Regions from separate parts of the Canis lupus genome. Here region 2 is linked to region 1. Evidence: chromatin contacts called from public Hi-C data. All regions are on one chromosome and are shown on one strand. Each heading gives the region's core, a stretch centred on a gene start, on an enhancer-like site or on the middle of the called end of the contact. The rest is flanking DNA. Distances are from core to core; before and after follow the strand shown.

The links. A called contact is a pair of places that touch in the nucleus more often than the background predicts.
Region 2: a Hi-C map of blood shows a contact between it and region 1, with 3 times the contacts expected there. The contact joins the promoter of PAK4 here to the promoter of DLL3 in region 1. A contact is called at or near these places in 2 of 9 Hi-C or Micro-C datasets (both in blood).

The regions. Positions count from the first base shown.
Region 1 is chr1:114,530,097-114,535,645 of UU_Cfam_GSD_1.0, reverse strand. DLL3 (delta-like protein 3) reads left to right here and starts at 2,581. Exons shown (of 9, transcript XM_038528906.1): 1 at 2,581-2,729; 2 at 2,843-3,124; 3 at 3,978-4,032; 4 at 5,094-5,336. The coding sequence starts at 2,661.
Region 2 is chr1:114,835,711-114,841,259 of UU_Cfam_GSD_1.0, reverse strand. It overlaps PAK4 (serine/threonine-protein kinase PAK 4), which reads left to right and starts at 3,314. Exons shown (of 10, transcript XM_038528936.1): 1 at 3,314-3,503.

The sequences.
Region 1 (5,549 bases), core at 1,332-3,831:
GTGTACTCCATACACGTGACAGAATCACCTGAAATCCCATCATGTCTGGCACAAACCTTCAATAAAGCCTGGCTATTTCTGTGACCTTGAAAATGTTTGAGCTATCTCAGACCTGGAATCTGTTATCTTCCCAAGTTACTACCCAAAGGCAGGAATTTACCTTCTCCCACAGCAGGTTCTAAAGATTGTCCAAATTCTATTTGAATGTCTCCTGTGATGGGAAACTCACTCCTCCATCTATTCCAGTACAGGGCCTACTTTGCCTCCTGGTAGTTGGCCTAGGGGTGTGGCTCTGTTTTGTGCCACAAAGCCAGTTAGGGTAGGGGGATGTGGACGGAGGGCCACAAGTGTCAAACTTAGAGTCCTGGTGTGTATGTTTTCCTTCCTTTCTTTTCTTTTTCTTTGTAGGTTCCACACTCAAGTGTGGAGCCCAATGCAGGACTTGAACTCACAACCTGAGATCAAGACCTGAGCTGAAATTGAGAGTGGGACACTTTACTGACTGAGCCACCCAGATACCCCCTCAGAGTGTATTTTGAAGGCACTGGGGAGCCTTGCAAGAGTCCGCAGGAGAGGGACCACGGTCAGATTTGGCCTTAGACCCCATAGGCCAGAAGGGTCATGGCTGGGAGGAACTGGGGGGCTGTGGGACTCAGAGGAGGTACCTGCCACCTTGGTGAATGTCAAGGAAGTGCCTGCAGGAGGCGGAACTCTGCTGAGAACAATTCAACAGGAGGGAGTGGAAGACCTATGCGAAGACAGAGGCTGGGGGCGTCCACACAGTGACCATGGCCCTCCCCGGCCTCTGAGCAGACCTTCCATGACTCCAGTCCTCAGGATTAAGAGGAAATTTTTTTTTTTAAGCTTATATTTTTGTGGTGCCTGGATGGCTCACTTGGTTGAGCATCTGCCTCTTGATTTCAGCTCAGGTCCTGCTTTCAGGGCCTGTGGGATGGAGCGCTGGCTGGTGGAGCCCTGCATCCCCTGCATTGGGCTCTGCGCTCAGCGGAGAGTCGGCTTCTCTCCCCCTTTCCTCCCCCACACTCCCGACCCCCCCCCCTCCCGACCACTCGCCCTCTCTCTGTAAAATAAATAAATCTTGGGACACCAGGGTGGCTCAGCGGTTGAGCGTCTGCCTTTGGCTCCGGGCGTGATCCCAGAGACCTGGAATCGAATCCCACATCGGGCTTCGTGAATGGAGCCTGCTTCTCCCTCTGCCCTGTCTCTGCCTCTCTCTCTGTGTGTCTCTCATGAATAAATAAATTTAAAAAAATCTTTTTAAAAAGGTTTTTAAGTAATCTCTCCAGCCAATGTGGGGCTTGAACTCCCAACCTCGAGATCCAGAGCCTCTGGCTCCAGGGGGAGCCAGCCCAGCGCCCTAAGAGGAGGCTCATTAAAACTCGCTGAGCGCCGGCCCACTCCGGGGTCAGCCGGGCTGTACTCTACTGACCATCCTGTCTTCTCGAGAAGAGCTCTGTAAATCGAACCCCATTTCCCCGAACAATTATTAGCCTCGAAGTATTAAAATGTTTTCTCTGGGGCGGAAGAGGGAGTTGGCGTCACCTACGGGCTTCACTCAGCACCTGGCGCTGAGCGACTAAGATCCAGAAGCCGGAGCATCTGCGCCGCCCCGGCCCCGGCTGGCCTTGGCCCGGGGGTGCCCCCTCCCCCCACTGTGAGGGAGCTGGGGGCGCCCCTGATCTGTGAGGACGGAATTTCCTGCCCATTTGCTCCTCACACCTTCCGGAGGCCAAACGGGCCGCCCAGCTGCGGCTCGGGGGGAGGGGCCGGCCGCCCGGCAGATGGCGACATTTACATACAGCTGGGGCCGCCCGGGCGGGGCGCCTCCCCCAGGCCCGCGGGCCGCGGTGCGGGCTTTGTCTCCCGGCGGGGAGCGCACGCACCACGCACGTCCACACACACACGAGGGCCACAAAGAACCCCGGATCTTCATCGTACCCACACGTGGCTACACCCACGGACCTCCCACACCTGATCTTCACACGCGCACGCTCGGTTATTCGCAGCTGACACAGACCCCGACACACACACACACACACACACACACACACACACACACACACCCAGACGTACCTGCACCGACCACAAAGTTAGAGATTCCTATGACTCCACTCAGGGGTCCAGGATCTCAGGCTTCCTCATCCACGCACAGAGAAGCATCCAGGACCCCCAAGGTGACACAATCCTGAAGTCACGGACGCCTCCATCCTCCCATGCAGGTGCACACGCGTACCCCCCCCCCCCCGCCCCGACACAATTACCTACAACCTCACAAATCGTCTTAACCGCATACAGTTGTAGGCACACACAATCACAGGCACAGCCTCCAGCCAGGAGCGCCTGCTCACACCACACACAGGCGCGGATCTTAAAATCATATATAACCTCGCACGCTGACCCCCTGGCCCCACCCCATCCTCAGCCACACACAGTCGTGCCAGAGCCACACGAGATCACACACGCACATTGCCTGTGCCCACATCACAATCTCACGGGTGCTCCAGCACGCTCCCCTTCCCCTGCGACCTCCTCCCCTAGGGTCTCCCGGAGCCCGGCGGCTGCCCGAGGGGGCGGAGCCGTCCCCTCAGATATAAGGCCGGGGAGCCAGCAGCTGCGGCTCCAGCACCCCCCGAAAGGCCATGGTCAGCCCGCAGATGCCCCAGCTCCTGTCCCGGACGGTGATCCTGGCGCTTATTTTCCTTCCCCAGGTCAGAGCAGGAGTGGAAAGGGAGGAAGGGAAGGGGTGCGACCCAGGGGTCTCGGGGCGGACGGGACGCCTGGGCCCCGCGCCTCCTCATCCTGTGCCCCTTTGCGGCCCCAGGCCCGGCCGGCAGGCGTCTTCGAGCTGCAGATCCACTCTTTCGGGCCGGGACCAGGCCCCGGGGCGCCGCGGTCCCCCTGCAGCGCGCAGGGCCCGTGCCGCCTCTTCTTTCGGGTCTGCCTGAAGCCAGGGGTCTCCGAGGAGGCCGCCGAGGCTCCGTGCGCCCTGGGAGCGGCCCTGAGCGCGCGCGGACCGGTCTACACCCAGCAGCCCGGAGCCCCGGCGCCCGACCTGCCGCTGCCCGACGGCTTCATGCGCGTGCCCTTCCGGGAAGCCTGGCCGGTGAGAACCCCGTGCCCGAGGCCTTACCCAAACCTCTCCGGCCTTCTACCCTCCAACTTCTATGGCCCCAACTTTGCCCCCCACCCAGGGACCCCAAATTCCCAAACCAGTAACTATCACCTAGCATCCTACATTCTTAGACCCGTGAATCCTACCCACAGGGTACCCCAAATTTCTGACTCCAGCTTCCACTTTGGGGATCCCAAATGTTCTGACCCCCACCCTGCATGCTTGGGACCCCAAGTTCCCAGAACCTCAAACTCACCCTCTGTAAATCCCAAATTCTTAGAACCCTTCCTCTGTTCCCTGGGGATCCTGAAACACTGGAATCCTTATCTTTATCTTTAGATCTCTCTGCACTTAGGGACCTTGCCACAGCTTGTCTTTGGGACCCCAATCTCCTCTCACCTTATCCCTTCTCACATCTTCCAGTTGGGGCCCATATTCATGACTTCTACTCCCAAATTCCTACCTCCCATCTCCCAACCCCAGAAGCAGACAGGTGGACAGAACTTTGCTTGAATTCTAGACCCCTGTCCTTTGGGCAAGGTGGCTTTCCCTGTCCCAGCCTCAGTTTCCCCATCTGTAAAATGGGATCATCCTGGTACCTTATAAAGGGATTTAACCCTTTGAGGGATTTAACCAGGTATCTCCAATTTAATGTTTACCCACAGGAAGTGCTCAATAGAGGAAGCCCACACTGTCCTTCCTTCCCCGAGCCAGCCCCTCTGGGAATTGTCCCTTGTCTGCCTGGTCCCTGGAATGATGACCACCCCCTAAAGTCTGGCCTTCATCAAGCACCCATCCTGACCACTGTCTTCCGTTCTTTCTTCTCCTTCCTTCACCCAACCAGGGCACCTTCTCTCTTATCATCGAAACCTGGAGAGAGGAGTTAGAACAGATTGGAGGTGAGTGTCTTCAGTCATCAGACTGAAGTGAGGAGTGTGGGGGCTCCAGGGAGTTGGGGCCCGATGTAAGGTCCACGACAGTGACACGTGGCCGTCTGTGGGGTGGAGCATTCACGGGATTGCCCATCTGTGATGTCCTCACAGCTCCCGGAGTGCGGTGCTGGGTGTTGGTAGCCCCAGGACTCTAGGCATGTCAGTGTAGAAGTGTCCTTGTGCCGGACGTAGGAGTCTCTGGCCTGATACCAGGCAAAGGACACTCTTCCTATCTTGGAATCGAAGCCACCAGAGCAGGATATAGCACCTCACAGGTCGGCACTGTCACCATCTGAGTTTGATAAGCTGGGGTACAATGTCAGTTACTTCTGTTTTCTTTTCAAAGCTCTGTCATGACGTCCACGTAGAGGTCCCAGGAGCCCTGTGGGATGTTCGCAGGTTCCCCAGAGACAATATTGAGCAAAGGTTTCAGGGAGGGAGATGGGGTGGTTTTATTCTTAATTTGAGGGGATTTGGGTGCCATGTACAGCTCACAGCCATGAGGTCTGTGACCACTGAGGCACAGAAAGCTCCTGTGGCACAGTGTCGGGGTGTGACAGCTTTGCTGGGGATAAAGTGCCACTCTCTCGGTATCCGAGGCTTCAGACAAGAAGGGTAATTTGTGGTCTGGTAATTGGGGTCTCTGCCACCGTTTTGATATAGGAAGATCCGAGGCACGGTTTGGGCGTGTTACGACCTCCCTTCAAGGGACTGGAGTTGCCCCTTGGCCATCTCGGATGTCACAGGGTCTTAGGGGGCTCGTTACCACTTTAATATAAAAGATTCTGGGGCAGGTGGGGGGTATTTCGGTTTCTGGGGGAGGACTGTTATCGCGATGGCCATAGGGGGCCATAGGGTCCCAGTGGGACGGCGACATCGTTATGGGAGGTCGCGGCCTCGCCAAGGGGTGGCCGCCATCCTCTGGGCGCTGTCGGGGCCTCGCTGAGAGGGGCAGGGAGAGGGCAGAGCGCAAGCTGCGTGGGCACCGCCCGAGTCCGCCGCCCCAGCCCGCTCCCTTGTCCCCGCAGGGCCCGCCTGGAGCCTGCTGGCGCGCGTGGCCGGACGGCGCCGCCTGGCGGCCGGGGGCCCGTGGGCCCGGGATGTGCAGCGCGCAGGCTCCTGGGAGCTGCGCTTCTCGTACCGCGCGCGCTGCGAGCCGCCCGCCGTCGGGGCCGCGTGCGCGCGCCTCTGCCGGCCCCGCAGCGCCCCCTCGCGGTGCGGTCCGGGACTGCGCCCCTGCGCGCCGCTCGAGGACGAGTGCGAGGCCACGCGTGAGTGCTGCGTCCCAGCGCCCCCCCCCGCCGCCCTTGCTCGGCCGCCTCTCACCGCCCGGTTAGCTGTGCAGGCAGCCGGGTACCCCGCCTCAGGGTGCTCTGCCCGCGTCCGCAGACGCCCCCTCCGGGAAGCTAAAGCTGCTGCCCGCTGGCCAGGCCCCCCCAGGCCCCGCTCCAGCCCCCTTCGCCCCCTGCGCCGTCCTCATCCCC
Region 2 (5,549 bases), core at 2,065-4,564, 300 kb before region 1:
TGTCTCTTTTTTTCCTTCAGGAACAATTCTTAGGGACACCTGGGTGGCTCAGTCAGTTAAGTGGTTAAGTGTCAAACTTTAGTTCAGGTCATGATCTCAGGGTCCTGGGATCAAGCCCTGCATCAGGCTCTGAGCTCAGTGGGGAGTCTGCCTGTCCTTTCTCTGCACCACCCCTGCTCCTGCTTTCTCTCTCTCTCTCAAATAAATAAATAAAAATATTTAAAAAAATTTCATATAAGTGGAATCGATGGATATTACCAAAAATCTGCCCCAGATTGTAGATCATAGTCCTATATATGGGGTATGAGAGTGGCTGTTATCCTATATTCTCATCAGCACTGATTATAATATTAAAAAATATTTTTCTGGGGCACCTACGTGGGGCAGTCAGTTTTGGTTGGTTTTGGTTCAGGTTGTGATCTCAGGGTCATGAGATCAAGCCCTGCACTGGGCTCAGGGAGACATTCTCTCTCTCCCTCTGCTCCTCCCACTCATGCTCTCTCTCTTTCTTTCCCAAATAAGTAAGTAAATCTTTAAAAATATTTTTTCCAGAGAGACCAAAAAAATAAAAAGCATCTGTTTAATATCTCTTTCATTAATTTCTTATTTGCCAGTTTCATTTTTTCTTATCCACTGTCTGTACTTGAAATTTTTGTTCATGTCCTTTGCCTGTTTTTCTGTTGTATGTTCACTTTTCTTATTGATTTATAAATGCTCTTTACATATGAAGGACACAAAGCATTGCCTGCCACCTCTATACTGCTGCTTATCTTTTCCCTTGATGTAGTGAAATTCATTATTTTTATGAGACCAAATCCTCCTCATCTGTTTCCATCTATTGGGAGTCGCCACCTCACCACCTCCTCCAGGAGGCCCTCTGTAGGAGGCTCTTTTGGAGCTGATTTTCTCTTTCAGAGCCCTGAAGTAGGAGGGCCTAATTACCCATCCTTAGGAAACCCCTGGAGCAGATCTTGCTGGGCTTATTCAGGTCTGATCTCCGACAGAGATTCTCCAATTAAGTTCCAAGGAGGCTTCCCCAAACGTGGGTTCTAGAGCCTAATGCCATGCAATTTGAGGCAAAGGCTGCACCTGGCCCTCCTCCCCCATCACTGGGGCCGGGATAAAGTGCTGCCATCTCAGCTACAAGACTTGATTTTTAAAAAACGGACACTCTGTGCAGCATACAGATTTCAAAAGAGCACAAAAACAAGAACGTTTAATGCTGGCGAGGATACTTCAAAGCGCATGTTCCCTCTGAACGCTGGTGGGAGTGTGAGTTGGATCCTTGCAGCACAATTTGGCAATGCGTGTTCAGGCCGCGGGGAGGCAGCAGAGGGAGGTTAGCAAGAGCCTTGCCCCGAGTCAAAACTGGGGATGAGCCCTGGCTCTGCCCCACTAGCTTGTGCGACTTTGAGCAAATAAAGTTAGTTTTCTAAGCTTCAGCTTCCTCTGCCGAGCCGGAATCATAGCCCCTGTTGTTAAGATTACACGGCTTAGCTCCATGCATGGGAACTGTTACTATTATTAAATCGTAAAGTTGAACATTTCCTTTGACCCAGTGGTTCCATTTGTGGTAATCTATTCAAAGGAAATAATTAGAGATGTGCATAAATATTTAACTGCTAGAACTCGGGCGGGGGGAGTATCATTTATGATAGCAAAATATTTATCACAGCTTAGATGTTCAACAAGAAAGGGTGGTTAAACAAATTAGAGTTCATTGATAGGATGGCATCTATGCAGCCATTAAAACTAATGTTCTTGAAGAAAATGATGTGGAAAGATACTGGTGATATTTCTAATCTTGTTTTTGGAAACACAAAATCCCTTATAAATGTGTGTCTCTGATTCTGTTAAAAACAAAAAGGGTAGGTACATGTACAGAAAAAAATGACTCATCCTGCCATCATTCATTCATTGCCTCCCCCAGACATTAATTAAATGGCTACTACGGGCTAGACACTGCGCTGGGGCGGGGCAGTGGGGGGGATGCACTTAGCATTTAAGAGTATCTCGGAGGGCGTGGAATTAGGCCTCAGCCAAGCATCCATTCAACAAATATTTACTGAGCATCTACAGGCCCATCGTGCACTGGGCACTGGGCATGCACAGGAAACAAAACAGACAAAAATCCATGCTCTCGTGGAGCTGACATTTCAGTAGAGGAAACAACCCAAATAACTACAATTAGCTAATTATCTAGTTTGTTAGAAGGCGATTGGAGCAGGAAAATAAGAAAAAGCAGATGAGGGGAAGGGCTTAGCAGCATGGGAGAGGGATGTTTGCTGCTTTAGTTAGGGTAGGAAGGAATCACCCTGATAAGGTGATATTTGAGTAAAACGCTGAGAGAGGTAAGGGAGGGAGCCCTGAGGATGCCAAGGGAAAGAGTCTATTCCGGACAGAAGGAGCAGCCCATGCAAAGACCTCGAGGAAGGGGAATGCCCGGTATCTTTTCTGAAAGAGCAACGTAGCTGGGACCCAGTGAGTGAAAGCATAGGATAGGATGTCTGGGTTTAGCTTATGGATTTTGTTGTTGTTGTTTGTTTTCTCGTATTTTCCTTTTTTTTTTTTTTTTTTTTGGATGAATTATTTTTTTTAAAAGCTTACAGAAAAGATTAAGATCAAACAGTGTCTTGGTTCCAGTTCAAGTTCCTGGACTCGGATTGTCGTTCAAAACTCATTATCTACTTCCTGTAATCCTGAGGCAGCTAGTTCACCCTTGTGAGCCTGTTTCTGTCCCTGTAAGATGAGTATTAATACTAGGACAGGGTTGGGACGCCTGGGTGGCCCAGGGGTTGAGCATCTGCCTTGGCTCAGGTCGTGATCCTTGGGTCCTGGGCTCGAGACCCTCCCCCTCCGGCTCCCTGCAGGGAGCCTGCTTCTCCCTCTGCCTCTGTGTCCCCCTCTCTGTGTGTGTCTCTTATGAAGAAATAAAGTCTTTTAAAAAAAATAATACAACAGAGGTTTGGTGAGCATTTAGTGAGCATTTAGTGAGACAATGCAAGGGGCTTTTGGCCGGGTGTCTGGAACACAAGTGCTTAGTAACTGTGTCTGGCCATTGTTACCCATTACTGCCTTCCACCCGCTTACTCGGTTTTTTGGTGTAAGGTGCGACTGCCGCACGCGGATGGTCATTTCCCCTTTAAGAACCTGATTGGGCGGGGAGCCAGCTTCCCCGCACCCTTTCCAAATTTTCCAATCTCCGCTCGGCATTTTCTGCCCGAAGGGCTCCGATTGGACAATCTGCACCAATCAGAGGCTGGAGCGGGCTCTGCCGGCGGCCCAGCTCCGCCCCTGGACGGGCCCTGCCCCCTGCCCGGTCAGCCCCGTTGCTATGGGGACTGGTGGGCGGCGAGGGGGGAAAGCCCCGGATGTTCGTTGGGGATTTAACATGGCGGCGGCAGTGGCCGCGGTGGCGGCGGCGCAAGAGAGCTGAGGGCGGTGTGAGGGTTCGGGATTCCGAGTCGAGCTGCTAGGCCGCGAGCAACTGCAGCGCCGAGCCGGTAGGATCAGCGGTCTGGCCTGGAGATTGGGGTGGGCCGGGCCGTGGCGGTGGGAGAGCGTTTACGCAAGTAGGGGGCGGGGCCGCGGGGGTCAAAGTTCACTCGAAGAGGGAAGGGTCGCGTCGGAGAGGTCGGGGGTCAGTGCCGCCGGGGAGGGTGGTGTACAAGAGGTCAGAGGTCAGAGTGGCGAAGGGGGCGTGGCGAAGGGGACCTCGAAGTTCGAAATTTGAAGTGGGGCCCTTTGGAGCTTTGGAGGGGGTCGGGGCGAGGGTCACAAAATGGGGGTCAAAGCGAGTCATTTGAAGGGAGGGCGCGCTTACCAGAGTCGGAGATCACAGCCCCCGGGGCGGCGGGTTGCGGGTTTGCGGCAGCAGCCGGCGGAGCAGATGCCGAGACTGAGGTTGGGGGGCCACCTTTTTAAGGGCTCAAATGTGGGGCGTGGCCAGAGGGGGCAAAGGTCAGAGTGTGACAGATGATGGACCTGAGGGTCAACAGTTGAAACCCCAGTGGGATCCATTGCTGGGGAGGACGGGAGGGATGCCCCAGAGCCATCAAAGGTGCTTCCTGGCCGGGTAAAGGGGAGCCCGCGCCCACAAATAACGAAAAGAAGAGCAAGCACTCGTGAATTACTATGTGCCCGGTCACTTGGACGCTTTACACGTATTTAACCCTCTCCGCAGCCTTATAGGGTTGGCGCTGTTATTAAGAGCCCAAGCGATCTGCCCAGGATCATCTAATGAAGAAGTTGCGGGGCTGGGATTCAGACCGGAGTTCTGGGCCGAGTCGTACCAGGCTCTACTGCTTCTCGGGCAATCGTAACTTTGGCTAATATTTAATGAGGCCTAACGCCGTGCTCGCCGCTCTTGATTCGTTATACCGCGAACTTGTGAGGTGGGTCCTGGATAGACCCACTTTACAGACAGGAAAACTGAGGCTCGGGTACCTTCTGCTGAGTAACAGGAGGCGGGTTCCAAGCTGGGTCTGACGGACTCCAGAGCTCCTGCCCCTGGGTTGTTACACTGTAGATTGTTAAAGGACGTTCCTGTCCTGGAAGCAGGGGGCTGGGCAGGGCTGAGCCACTCCCCGGACTGGAATGGATTGTCTCTGGGCTCCTTGGGAGGGTGTGATCTGGGAAGAAAAGTTCTCATGGACCTACGCGGGTGGGGGTGTTTGTGGGTGGCCCCGAGTCCAAGTGAGTCTGATGGGCTTCTGGCTGGGGAGGATGTCCCTGAAGGGAACCCAGTACAAGGCCGAGTGTTCTCTGTACTTAAAACCCCAAGCTCTCATGGTGGTCCCAGATGGCTCCCACGCCATTTCCTTCTGCTCTCCGGGTCCCTTGTCAAGGTCCAACCCCACTGGCCTCTTTGCTTTCTTCAACTCTGTAGGTATATGCCACCCTCCAGGTCTTTGACGTTCCTCTTCCCTCTGCCCAGAATCCTTTCCCCGCCCGCCCCCCACTCGCAGTCACCCACGTGCAGCCCTACCAGCACCACCTGGCCCTCACTGTCCCTCACACGCCCTTTATCTCACTCTCTTGTTTTCTCCCCAGGGCTTTGCTCTGTTCTTACCTTGTTTGTCAGGGCACCATGTGTTGTCCGCCTCCCCTCCCTCCCTCCCCAAAGAACGTGGGGCCCACGCAGCAGGAATTTCTCCTTGCTGTTCCTTCCCTGAATCCCGGCCTGAAGCAGCCTGGCCAGCGGAGGATGCTTGGTGGCTGGTGGTTGGATGTCGGACACTGTGCTGGGTGCTGAGACGGCAGCAGCGGGCAAGACACAGAACCCTGGGCCTCCAAGGGCTCTCCGTGTCCCTTGGTGGGAGCAGACTGGAACCAGACCCCCAGCCAGTGATACGGGGCTACATCTGGATCCCCAGGGTGCCCGGTCCCCAGGGGTCGGGGGGCAGTGGAGCAGGGGCTGCTGAGCAGCTGCCCTGTATCTGGAGCGTAAGTACCGAGGACTGGTTCAGGGAGCAGCTGCTAGAGTGGGATGCCTGCTGCTCACACAGCTCCATCACTCAGGCTTTGTGGCCGTGGGCAACCTGCTTAAC